3 separate regions of the Gossypium hirsutum genome follow, and all the other regions are linked to region 3. A link is a contact called in public Hi-C data. All regions are on one chromosome and are shown on one strand. The core of a region is the stretch at or near the end of the contact, and the rest is flanking DNA. Distances in the headings are between cores, read along the strand shown. Region 1 holds the start of LOC107892037 (protein SAR DEFICIENT 1). Region 2 holds the start of LOC107892035 (40S ribosomal protein S7). Region 3 holds the start of LOC107892032 (cleavage stimulating factor 64).

Evidence for each region. Hi-C and Micro-C count contacts between places; a contact is called where the count stands out from the background.
Region 1: a contact with region 3 is called in a Hi-C map of leaf, with 3 times the contacts expected there. The contact joins the promoter of LOC107892037 here to the promoter of LOC107892032 in region 3. A contact is called at or near these places in 6 of 34 Hi-C or Micro-C datasets (callus, hypocotyl and leaf).
Region 2: a contact with region 3 is called in a Hi-C map of leaf, with 3 times the contacts expected there. The contact joins the promoter of LOC107892035 here to the promoter of LOC107892032 in region 3. A contact is called at or near these places in 8 of 34 Hi-C or Micro-C datasets (anther, hypocotyl, leaf and 1 more).

What each region holds. Positions count from the first base shown.
Region 1 is chrD09:25,602,473-25,606,149 of Gossypium_hirsutum_v2.1, forward strand. It overlaps LOC107892037 (protein SAR DEFICIENT 1), which reads left to right and starts at 2,388. Exons shown (of 7, transcript XM_016817005.2): 1 at 2,388-2,724; 2 at 2,865-2,931; 3 at 3,047-3,599. The coding sequence starts at 2,636.
Region 2 is chrD09:25,515,994-25,519,847 of Gossypium_hirsutum_v2.1, forward strand. LOC107892035 (40S ribosomal protein S7) reads left to right here and starts at 2,221. Exons shown (of 6, transcript XM_016817001.2): 1 at 2,221-2,381; 2 at 3,268-3,351; 3 at 3,449-3,522; 4 at 3,611-3,734. The coding sequence starts at 3,277.
Region 3 is chrD09:25,377,322-25,380,939 of Gossypium_hirsutum_v2.1, forward strand. LOC107892032 (cleavage stimulating factor 64) reads left to right here and starts at 2,133. Exons shown (of 7, transcript XM_016816997.2): 1 at 2,133-2,348; 2 at 2,471-2,548; 3 at 3,045-3,083; 4 at 3,163-3,618. The coding sequence starts at 2,256.

The DNA.
Region 1 (3,677 bases), core at 1,138-3,637, 230 kb after region 3:
ATGCAGGTGGGTGTCTTAATAGTTGTTCCTGTTACATGTGCGCTTTTGTGGTGAAGGTTGTTTGAATGCAGGTGGGTGTTTTAATAGCTATCTGATGCATAGATGCCATTGTGGCTATTTGTTGATCGAGTACATGTCTGCAATTTCCATAGATAAGGAAAGATATCTGAAGTGAAGTGTACGCCTTAGTGGCGCAATCTGTGGTATGATCTCGGGACAAAGATGTAATGGCAACGCCAAGATAGCGGACTCTGAAGGAAAGAGTGAATTATTTGAACAAACCTGTAAGTAAGTTGAATGACGCCAACTAAGGTAAGAATGATTATTGAATATGAAAGAGTATCAGGTAAGTAAAAGCCTAATACTTGTGCTGCGCTGAATTTGATGAGTGCTTGTCTGGTTCTATTAAGTGTGATATGATATATCATAATAATGTGTATGAATGAATGGCGTGATGTTGTATGCTTATTATATGTATATATTGATGAATGTATATATGATGACGCCTCACTAAGTTCTTATGAACTTACGCCATTGAAGCGGCGATACGTGTTGATATGCATACAAAGAAGACTAAAGGAAAGATTGTGACAGAAATGCAGTCTACACTGATGGAAAGGCTGAGAAAACCTTATGAATGTTATTAGCCATAATGTATAAGTGTAAGAAAATCCTTAAAGCGAATTTAAGTCTTGGCAGAGTATAATTGTAGGCTGATATAAGGCGAGAACAATAGATTTTATTCATGATTGTAAACGTAAACATTACACTGTACAAAAATTTATAAGGTAATAATACATGAGGTAATTCAGCTATAAAGAAAAGTTAGAAAATTTTATTAAGACATCGATCGTCTAGTACTTAGGCAAGTAGGAAAATTCTAGATCATGTCCGACTTAGGAAGTAACACCCACTACTCGGATCCGATGGCTCAGGTCAGGTGGAGGGCATTACAACTATATTACAAACCGAACTGGAAGATCATGACTCGACCTTTCGGGAGAACACATGTTCAATTTAACAATGGCATTATGGTGAATACGAATATGAAAACGATGGATATGAGATTTTGATTTTGAAATGTAGGTCCGAGGTTGGCACAAGGATGAGTCACAGGTAAACTAACATGATTGTGAGAGGTAAGTATAAATTGGTGGTATGTGTCCGCCTAGGTACTATGGGTGTTAGGTTTAAATTGGTGAAGTGTTGCCATCAGAAATTACGGCTGATGAATGGACATATTGTGTTTGTAAGACTAAGTCTTACGAAATTATTTATAATTCTCATGAGTACTATTGCTTGTGGATTATCAGTGTTCTTGTATTCGTTTTGTAGCTATTTGGAACTTACTAAGTTCAAATGAACTTACTTCATTACTTTTCTTTCTCAGGCATTTTGTTTTAGAAGAAGATCAGTAGAAGGGGACTATGCTAGAGCTGCGTCTGCGAGTGAGCCATTTGCCTATTTTTGTATCATGCATGGCTATGTGACAGACAATGTATACATATGTTTTGTAATTAACCTTTACAATTAACTACGTCATCTGTATCGTTTTATCTTAAAAGAGAATTGTTCCTTCTTTGAAAGTGTACGTTGAACCCTCTTGAATTACTAATCATAAATTTTATGATTTGAATATAAACGTCATAATTAAGTAGTAGTTGAAAATATACTTTTCTTTTATAATTTCTATTATTTTCTCTAAAGATGCGTTATCTACTGAAAAAAAAAAAGAGATTTTTATGCTAAGGAAAATCTTCATAATTATTTTTCCCAAATTTTTAAGTTAAGTTGAATGGTTTAAATCCATTAATAATGGCTTAGTTCGTCGGACAATCTATGTGGTTGATTGATACATGCCACGTCTACCCAACAATGAACATGTACTTGAAAATTTTTTAAAGCCGGAACTCGGCCCGGTCACGTAGAAATGTACCGTAATCCCAAGCAAAAAAGGATGATTATAAAACTATAATCTAATTGCAAGCAGGACAGTTTTACTTGAAGAATGACACAAATATAATGACTAAAATAATGCAAAAAAGAAAACCTTTGAATTATCAAAAAAGAGAAGAAAAGAGTTGATGACTATGGCAAGGGCCTACACAAAAGCAGACACTTCTAAGAAATGAGGCATTTGTGGACTATGTGATCTTTTCCCAAACTTTTTTCCCTCTTAAAAGTAGTCTAAACATAATAATATTATTTTATATATCTCTATTCATTTGTCACAAACTTTTGCTTTTTTCTCTTTTTATCAACATAATCCAAGTTCTACTTGTATTAACCGTTGGATCAATATCTAAGGATTGGAGATGTCGTTTTAACTCTTTTTTATATATCAATGTAATAATAAATAGAAATAGTTGACTTAAAAGCAGAGTTTAGATGTCCAAAAGTCATTCATAACATGAGACAAATACCTTGGTTGCTCCGTGGCTGTTACTCAGTTGTTTCCACCAACATTCCAAGAACCTTCTTTTTATTATTATTGACATGTATTTAAACTCCCCCCTTACAACATCGTTTTAAGACCATGACATATTCTCAAAATCCCTATCTTTTTCTTCAGTTATGATCTGTTAGGGGTTTTTTTTGTGTGTGTGTGTGTGTTTTGGTCCTTGAATCTTTGGAAATGGCGGGCAAACGGCTTCTTAATGAATCTTGTTCCGACACAGATGAGCCAAAGGAGAAACGGATGAGACCTAAACCTTCTTTTGCTTCGTAATGTTTTCAAACCTTCAATAAATGCTCTATTTGTTTTTATTACTACTTTTGTTGTTTATTTTCTATGCTCAAGCTTTTGCCATTAATGTACACACCTCTTGTTTCATCAAAGCTAATTTCCTTCTGCTTTTTAACAGAGTGATTGGGCAAGCGGTTATGGTGAATTACTTGTATACTGCCTTGGAACCTGTCCTTAGAAAAGTGGTATGGTTTCTTTTAATAACCATATCTCCATCCATTGTACTCTCTAAAATTTCACTTTCATGCATAAACATTTCCTCATAAAATTAAACTACCCTTACCGGTACGGATTTTTCAGGTGAATGAGGAAGTGGAGCGCAGTATTGGAGACCGGCTCCGATCCTTCACCCGGTCTCCGTCGCTACGAATCCAAGCGGCGGAACCCGAACCATCAACCCTTAGACTGATTTTCCCTAAAGCCCTTTCCTTGCCTATCTTTACCGGAAGCAAGATCGTGGATGAAGAAAGCAACCAACTTCAAGTCGCTTTGGTGGATACAAAGGGTGACCAAAGGGCTCCGGTGCTTCTCCCGAACCCTATTAAGGTCGATATCGTGGTTCTGGACGGCGACTTTCCGTCGGGGGACCGTGACAACTTTACTAGTGAAGAATTCGACAGAAACATCGTGCGGGAGAGGACTGGGAAACGACCCTTGCTCACCGGAGAGTTATCTGTCACAGTGAGAGACGGGGTAGCTTCGATCGGAGATATCGAATTTACGGACAACTCGAGCTGGATTCGGAGTCGGAAATTCCGAATCGGGGCAAAAGTTGCACAAGAGAGTTTCCAAGGTGTTCGCATTCGTGAAGCCATGACTGAAGCTTTTGTTGTTAAAGACCATCGTGGCGAATGTAAGTATCCTTCTTAATGATGCTAATTTTTTAAAGTCAAGTAGCTTAATATCTTGATTAATTTTTATTTATCAACAA
Region 2 (3,854 bases), core at 971-3,470, 140 kb after region 3:
TTCATCAACTGTGAGATATTTGCGGTTATACAAAATCGTATCTCTAAAGGTTGAATAAGATGAGGGCAACGAATAAAGTAGAATTAACCCTCAATCTTCTTTATCGTATTAAATCTCCATGGACTTTAGGTTCGAGAGAATTTCTTTAAACACAGTTAAGTGTTTGTGCATAGACGCACCTTCATCCAAACGATGTGCATAAAGGCGTTGCTTTATATGAAACTTGCTAGTTAGGGTTTTCGACATGCATAACCACTGCAGGTTTGCACATAATGTAGCGGTGGTCTTCTCATTTATCACATCCTGTAGAATTTCATTCGGCAGATGCAGATGTAATTGCGTTAAAGCCTTTCGATCTTTGCACTTCTTCTCTTCCTCCGTTAATGTCGAAGGCATCTTATCTACCTTCAGCAGTACATCCTCTAAATCTATCTGCGTAAGGACTGCCTGCATCTTTATCTCTCACAACGAGAATCTGGTGTTGCGATCCAACAGCAAAATATCATACTTCATTGTTGTCATTATTGTGATCGAAACAAGCAACCTGAAAAAAGCTCTGATACCAATTAGTTAAAAACTGAATGTAGATAATGGCAATGTAGAAAGATCGCGAAGAAAAAGAAAAAATAGAACACACAGATTTTATGTGAAAACCTTTTCGGGGGAAAACCACGGGCAGATGAGAAGAAAATTCAAGAATGTCGAATTCGAATGATATAAGAGGAATTTCGACTACATCTATTTATAGGTTGAAAAAACCTAATTAATCAATGTCAAATATATTATGCTAATAAATGTTAAATATATTATGCTAATAAATATTAAATTTTCTAGAAAGAAAATGTATTTTGTTTAACTTGACTTGCAAGCAATCTCTTAGAATTTGAATCACACAACTCTAACAATATACTATATTATTATATTATGTAATAACATAAAATCTATCATAGTTAGCGATTAAAACTGATTTAATTGACTAAATTGAACCAGTTAAATCAGTTGGTAAATTCAATTTTTTTAGTTCATTTTAAGGGCGAGTTAGGTAATCAGTTAATTTGGTGTTGTTGGTTTGGTTTCAGTTTTGAAATTCAAAATTATTTATATCAAATTAATCGACTTTACACCTATTAAATATGGTATATATTTAAACCCTAAACCCAAACCCAAACCCAAACCCAAACCCAAACCCAATGCCAATCAAACCCAAACCTTAACCCAATTTAAACTTTATTCAAAACCCAACTTAAATAAAAATAAATCCAATCCAAATTAATAATAAATATAAAGATAATAATATAGGTAAAATTTTTGAATGTTACTCATACTTTGAACTTGGGAGTTGGATCTATGGTGGTTTGGTTTTATGTAATTGTATTAACAATTATCGAATTTATATATTTTTATGACTTTATGAATTGCAAAATATTTTTTTATTAATATATTCTATTTGGATATTTTATTTTTTCCTTTAATTTTTAAAAAGATTTTAAAATTTCTAATTTATATTATTAAATGTAATTTTTATTAAAAATATGGTTTAAAATTAAATTTATTAGTAATGATATTATTATTGCATGATAAATCATGTTTAATTATTTGTGATAAGTATAACACTAGTTATCATATTATTAAATTAATTTATTATAGATATTATTAATTTAATTTAAATTTTATAGATTTAATAATTTTTAATTTTATATATTTATTATACATGTTTAGTTATAGTATTAAAAATATTCTATATTCGATTAATATTTTTAAAAATATTATTTCACTTTATAATTTACATAAAAATAATATAATATTAATAAAATTTTAACATAAATATGTAATGCTTATGAATATATTTTGATAAAATAAATAATGATAATTTATTTTTATTTTTTTTACTTTAAGTAATATAATATAATTATATTAATTATTAATATTTATTATAACTATTCTGTTATTATTTTATAATTATATTAATTATATTAATTGCATGTTTAGTTGTTCATTAATCTCGAATTTAAATTTTTACATTGATTAAATTTTTTCAAAATTTTTAAACTTGAATTATTAGGAGCTTGAATTAGACGGACTTTCAAATTTGGAGAAAACCGAACTCTACTTTTTTTTTTTTTTTTAGCTTGTAATGAAACTTAATGTAAGAACCATTACAACTCAAATCCATACTTATTATAAAGGCCCATATAAGTCAGACAATGTAAATCCCGGCCCGAATGTAAACCAAACTGAATCACATCCGTCCACGTGTAGAAGAAACATCGTAGCCTTCCACTGAAACCCTAGGGTTTCTTATTCACGGTGGAGAATTAAAACAGAGCCTCCTCTTTCACTTTGGTGTCTCTCATCTCTTCCATTTTTGGCTTCTCTTTCAGGTACCTCTTTTCATTTTCCAATCACCTGTTTGGTTTCCTAGAAAATGCGCAAAATGTCTTAAAAGGAGTGAGAATGATGATATATGTCTTTGTTATTTATTTATTATTTTCATATTCAGTTTTCTCATAAAACAACAGAGTGACAGAGCTTTCTTTTTGACTTTTTGTTACTCTGATTGTTGCAAGATATGCTAATTTTCTGTGGCTTGTTTATATGCTGGAAAAATGTAGATGGAAATAAATGCTGTTTTGATTCTGATTCGGCTGTTTACTTTTAGTAATTCAATTCTGTTTCTAGGATTTCAATAATGTTCTTTAGGGTTCTCTATCTGTTAGTGTGTCGATATATATATTACTTTCTGAGCTAATAGTTTTGTTTGAATCTTGGATTTTGGTTTTTGACATTTGTAATTCAATGTTGTCTTTTTGAGATAAAATGTGTGAAAAATCCTAAACTTTGTGTGTGCTCAAATTTTTGTCATTTAACTTACTATGGGAATCAATTAACAATCACTTAAAATCAGCAAGATTAATGTCAGTTTACTGATAATATAGTATAGAACTGATGGGTTGCCAGAGTAATTGGTTAACTACAATGTTCTAGTATAAGTTGCCAAGTCGGTATAGAGCATTCCAAGTTGAAATTTGGCATAATGAGAACTTTATAAAACATCCAACTTGTTATTTCTTCTGAAAGTGGTATCATGGTCCTGCACATCATAAATTGGGTAATAAAACTGAGAGCTGGATCTTATCTTTTTTAATATTAAGTGAAATTTTGCCTATGGATAATATTTGGTCGAATTTCTGGTCAATCTGATTTGTAATTGAACTTGTTTGAAATTCCTAAAATTCCTTTCAACTTTTTATCTATCCATTCATGCAGATCTCAAAGATGTATACATCAAGGAAGAAGATCCACAAAGATAAGGATGCTGAACCAACAGAATTTGAGGAGTCTGTTGCGCAGGTTTTATAATGTTCTTATGTTTTCTTCACTTGAAAAGTTCCTGCAAATGTGCTCTGGTTATGATTTCATTACATGTGCATTTACTTCTCTGTTTCAGGCATTCTTTGATTTGGAGAATACCAATCAAGATCTGAAAAGTGACCTTAAAGATCTCTATATTAATTCAGCAGTGTAAGAATTGCTCACTGGGATGCATTACTTGTTAGCTCTCTCGTGTATTTTTCGGTCATATTATTAATATAAATTTGTTTACATGCAGCCAAATTGATGTTTCTGGGAGCCGGAAAGCTGTTGTTGTCCATGTCCCATATAGATTGAGGAAAGCTTTCCGCAAGGTTCATGTTAAGCTTGTGAGGGAACTTGAAAAGAAGTTCAGTGGCAAGGTGAGTGAAGGACCAAGCTACTCTTTCAAATTTCTTCCTTCTGTATAATGAAAACAATTAGAGTAAGACCAGCCTGAATGTGAATTTATTTAGGTTTTCAAATTTACAATTTCTTTAAGT
Region 3 (3,618 bases), core at 883-3,382:
CGATCCTTGAAATACTTCAGTGTTTCATTGTAACATTATAAATATTACAACTGACCTGTACGCTTGCAGTAAAACCGGGCTTTAAAATTTATTGTATAAATTCAGTGTTTTAATGTGCACGCACGCAACCGGTCATCAAGCTAGGAATATCGATCTCCTATGTCCTTCAATATTGTCAAGCTCAACATACAACTCAACTCTTCCATTACCATTTGACTCATAAAGTGCATTCATTATTTGGAGATCATCATCATCCGCTACATTAATTATAAAATATCTCATTGGATTATCATATAAATCTATACCTCAACAAGAGCTTCGACCAATTTTGTACTTCATCTCCACTAACGTGATGTCCTTTATGAACATCATGCTAATTGGACTTCCAAACTTTAATATTACACCAATATTCGTATCATGAATCGAGTCATTACAGTTCACTACAACATAAAATTGTTGTTCATTTTGTATAGATTTCATGTGTATAATATCAATTTAAAACAAAAAATAATTAATATATAACCAATAAAGCAAAATATTTTCTTCGCTAATATAATATCTTTAACTAAAAAATAAACATTTTCATACTAAAATATAACTATGTTTAGTAGATTTTATAGTTCAAACAACATAACAACACTATTTTATATTCAAAGTACCACTAAGCTTATTAAATATGTTCCTTAATAATATTTTCCTTCACCATAGATATACAACAACACAACAATGTCAAATTTCGAACAGAATAAAAAACAATGTCATCATCATTTTTTGCGCCAATCAAATAATGAACTAGTAAATAATTATTCAACACTATATTGTATATTTAACACTAATAGATATTCAACACTAATAAATATAAACTTTTAACAACACTAACATATATTAAAAAATGTCATAAACTATGCTCAACAACAATCCCAACAATCTGTTGTATATTTAACACTAATAGTTAGTAGATGTTAATGTATCAGTACATGAATTATAATATCATGGAAAAAATACTTACAAAGATTGAAGAAGATATATGAAGATTGCATAATATATAAAAGATAATAGATAGAAGAAGATAATAATACTCAATAAAAATTGTTGAATAAACTCACTATTCTAATTTGCCATGGTGTCAAGGTATATGTATATACATAATTTCCATCCTCCCCCACCTTTACCATTACTATTTCACTTACATGTTACTCAGACACTACATTGTTCCATCATCTCCAAATAGCATTTTGTCTTGTTCTACCATCTCAACCTTCTGCCTTGTTCCATCATTTCCAAACAATTTTCTTTTGACCTAGCCATCGCATTTTTCAACCTCTCACGCATGCATGAGAAAACTATATTTCTCAGCCTTCATGTGCTCCTTCATTGTGCATACATGCAAGGTAAATAGTTTATACACTAAAGTCGACACCTCCAGGATATTACTACCATTGACGTCGACTTTTCGAGATGTCAACTTTGAAGTCGGTCCTCTAATATGGACTTCACTTCTCCCTTTTGTAAACTGACTAGTTTGCCAAATAATTCAACAAATCAACTATATAACTAAGGGTGGAGGGGGTAGGGCCCTTAACCCACAAAATGAAAAAAAATGATTCTTTTAATCTCAAAATTTATAAGATTTTAAGTTAATATCAATGTTGTTTGAACCAAACCAAACTGGCCAATCGGATCGGGAATCGACCCGGAAAGGGTTTTGAACTAGTTGACCTAGGTGAAAGACCGGTTGAACTAGATTTTTTTTAATATTATTATTACTTAAATTTTTAATAATTTTCTAATCAAACCCATTATACCGATTGAATCAACGAATCAATAGTCTGATCGGTCCGACCAACGATTCGATTTAGAAAACATTGTTTAATATAAGTAAAATTATTAGTTGCCTTCCAAATACTAAAATTTTGGTTTAATCCTTTTAAAAACTATTATAATATAAACTAATTATAATATAAACTAATATAATAAAAAATTATATTTTAACTCATAAAAATATACAACATAACCTCTAACCCTACAAAAAATTTAATGACTTCCCTCGTGTGTGTGTGTGTGTGTATAGTAAATTAATTTTTTCAACTCATACAAAAAAAAAAAAGCCTGGGCTAAGCCTAAGACCTCTTTTTAAGGTCGATTCCATTTTAGTGGGCTAATACCTTTCAAAACCACATCGCTATAAGTTCTCAGACTGAAGCCGAAAACCACTCCCTGATCTCTGTTGCTTGCTGTAACACTCGGCGGAGACAATGGCGGGAAAGCAAGTTGCTGACGAAGGTTTGCCAGCCAACATTGCCGGAATGTCGAAGAACCAGCTTTATGATATTATGTCAAACATGAAGGTACTCTCTCTTTCTGTTTTCTATTTGGTTTCAAAATTTTATTTTCGTTTCTTCCAAACGCCACTTCCTCAGCCGTTAAATCTAATTAGTGGTTTTTCCTTCTTTATTTTGGGTATATACAGACACTTATAGAACAAAACCAGCAGCAGGCGAGGGAGATCCTTATCCAAAATCCTCTCTTGACGAAAGCCCTTTTCCAGGTTTCCCTTTTCTTCTTTGTTTATTTACTTTTCAAATATGAAAAAAACTCCCTTCTTCCTTTGTTTTAATATTGATACTAGTTATGTGCATGACTGACTGTTGATTGATATTACTATTAGCATCGCGTAACCCTTTAGCTTTACACTCTCTTGATATCCCTTGTAGGCTGAAGTTGTAATTTTTTGTTGCCTTTTCTTGGTATAGAGGTTGATGTTAGCTTGTCACTAGGAATCAAGCATTTCGGAACCTTTGTATGGACAATTAGGTCTCTGGAGTTAGCTTTGTAGTAATGAGATGCGTTTAGTTCTAGTTGCAACTCAAAATAAGAAGTTGCTAACCATCTTTCTTGATGGACTTGTTCTAGAGTGCTGCACAGCTTGATGGGTTAATTACCCTTCTTTTGCTTTAAATTGCATCTACTTTTTAGATGGTGTACTGTTGATTTAGTAGCTTCCATGCCTGACTAGGTTTCTTTGATTATTCTTGTTTCTTCAGGCTCAGATTATGCTCGGAATGGTTAAGCCCCCTCAAGCGGTATGCTTTTGATCTCTGTAATATCATCCTTGAAATTATGTTTAGGGACTGTGCTAGTGTACTTACTGTTTGTGTTTAGATTCCAGCTATTCAGCCACCTGCATCACAACAATCTCAGCAATCAGTACAACCACCCCCTCAGCCAAATATCCAGCCAGCACATTTGTTGCCAGGTCAAGTTCGCTTGCAAGAACAAGCTGCTCCATCCCAGATCCAAGCTCCTGTAAGGAAACAGCATCAAAACCAAGCTGGGACAAGAATCTCCGTTGCTTCTGTTCCTGCTGCAAATCTTCAGTCTCAATCCATACCACCACATTCCCTACAGACACCACAGCAAACAAAGGTCCATTTGAATCCTCCAATGTCTCTTCCACATTCCTCCCAACTCCCAAATGCACCTCAACTTCCTCTGCAGTCACCTTTACATCCTCCTGCTCATCATCAAACCCATATGTCAACATCCTCTAGCCAGTTGCAGCAGTCATTTCAAACAACTGGAATTCCTCATATGCATCAGCAGCCACCAATACAACCA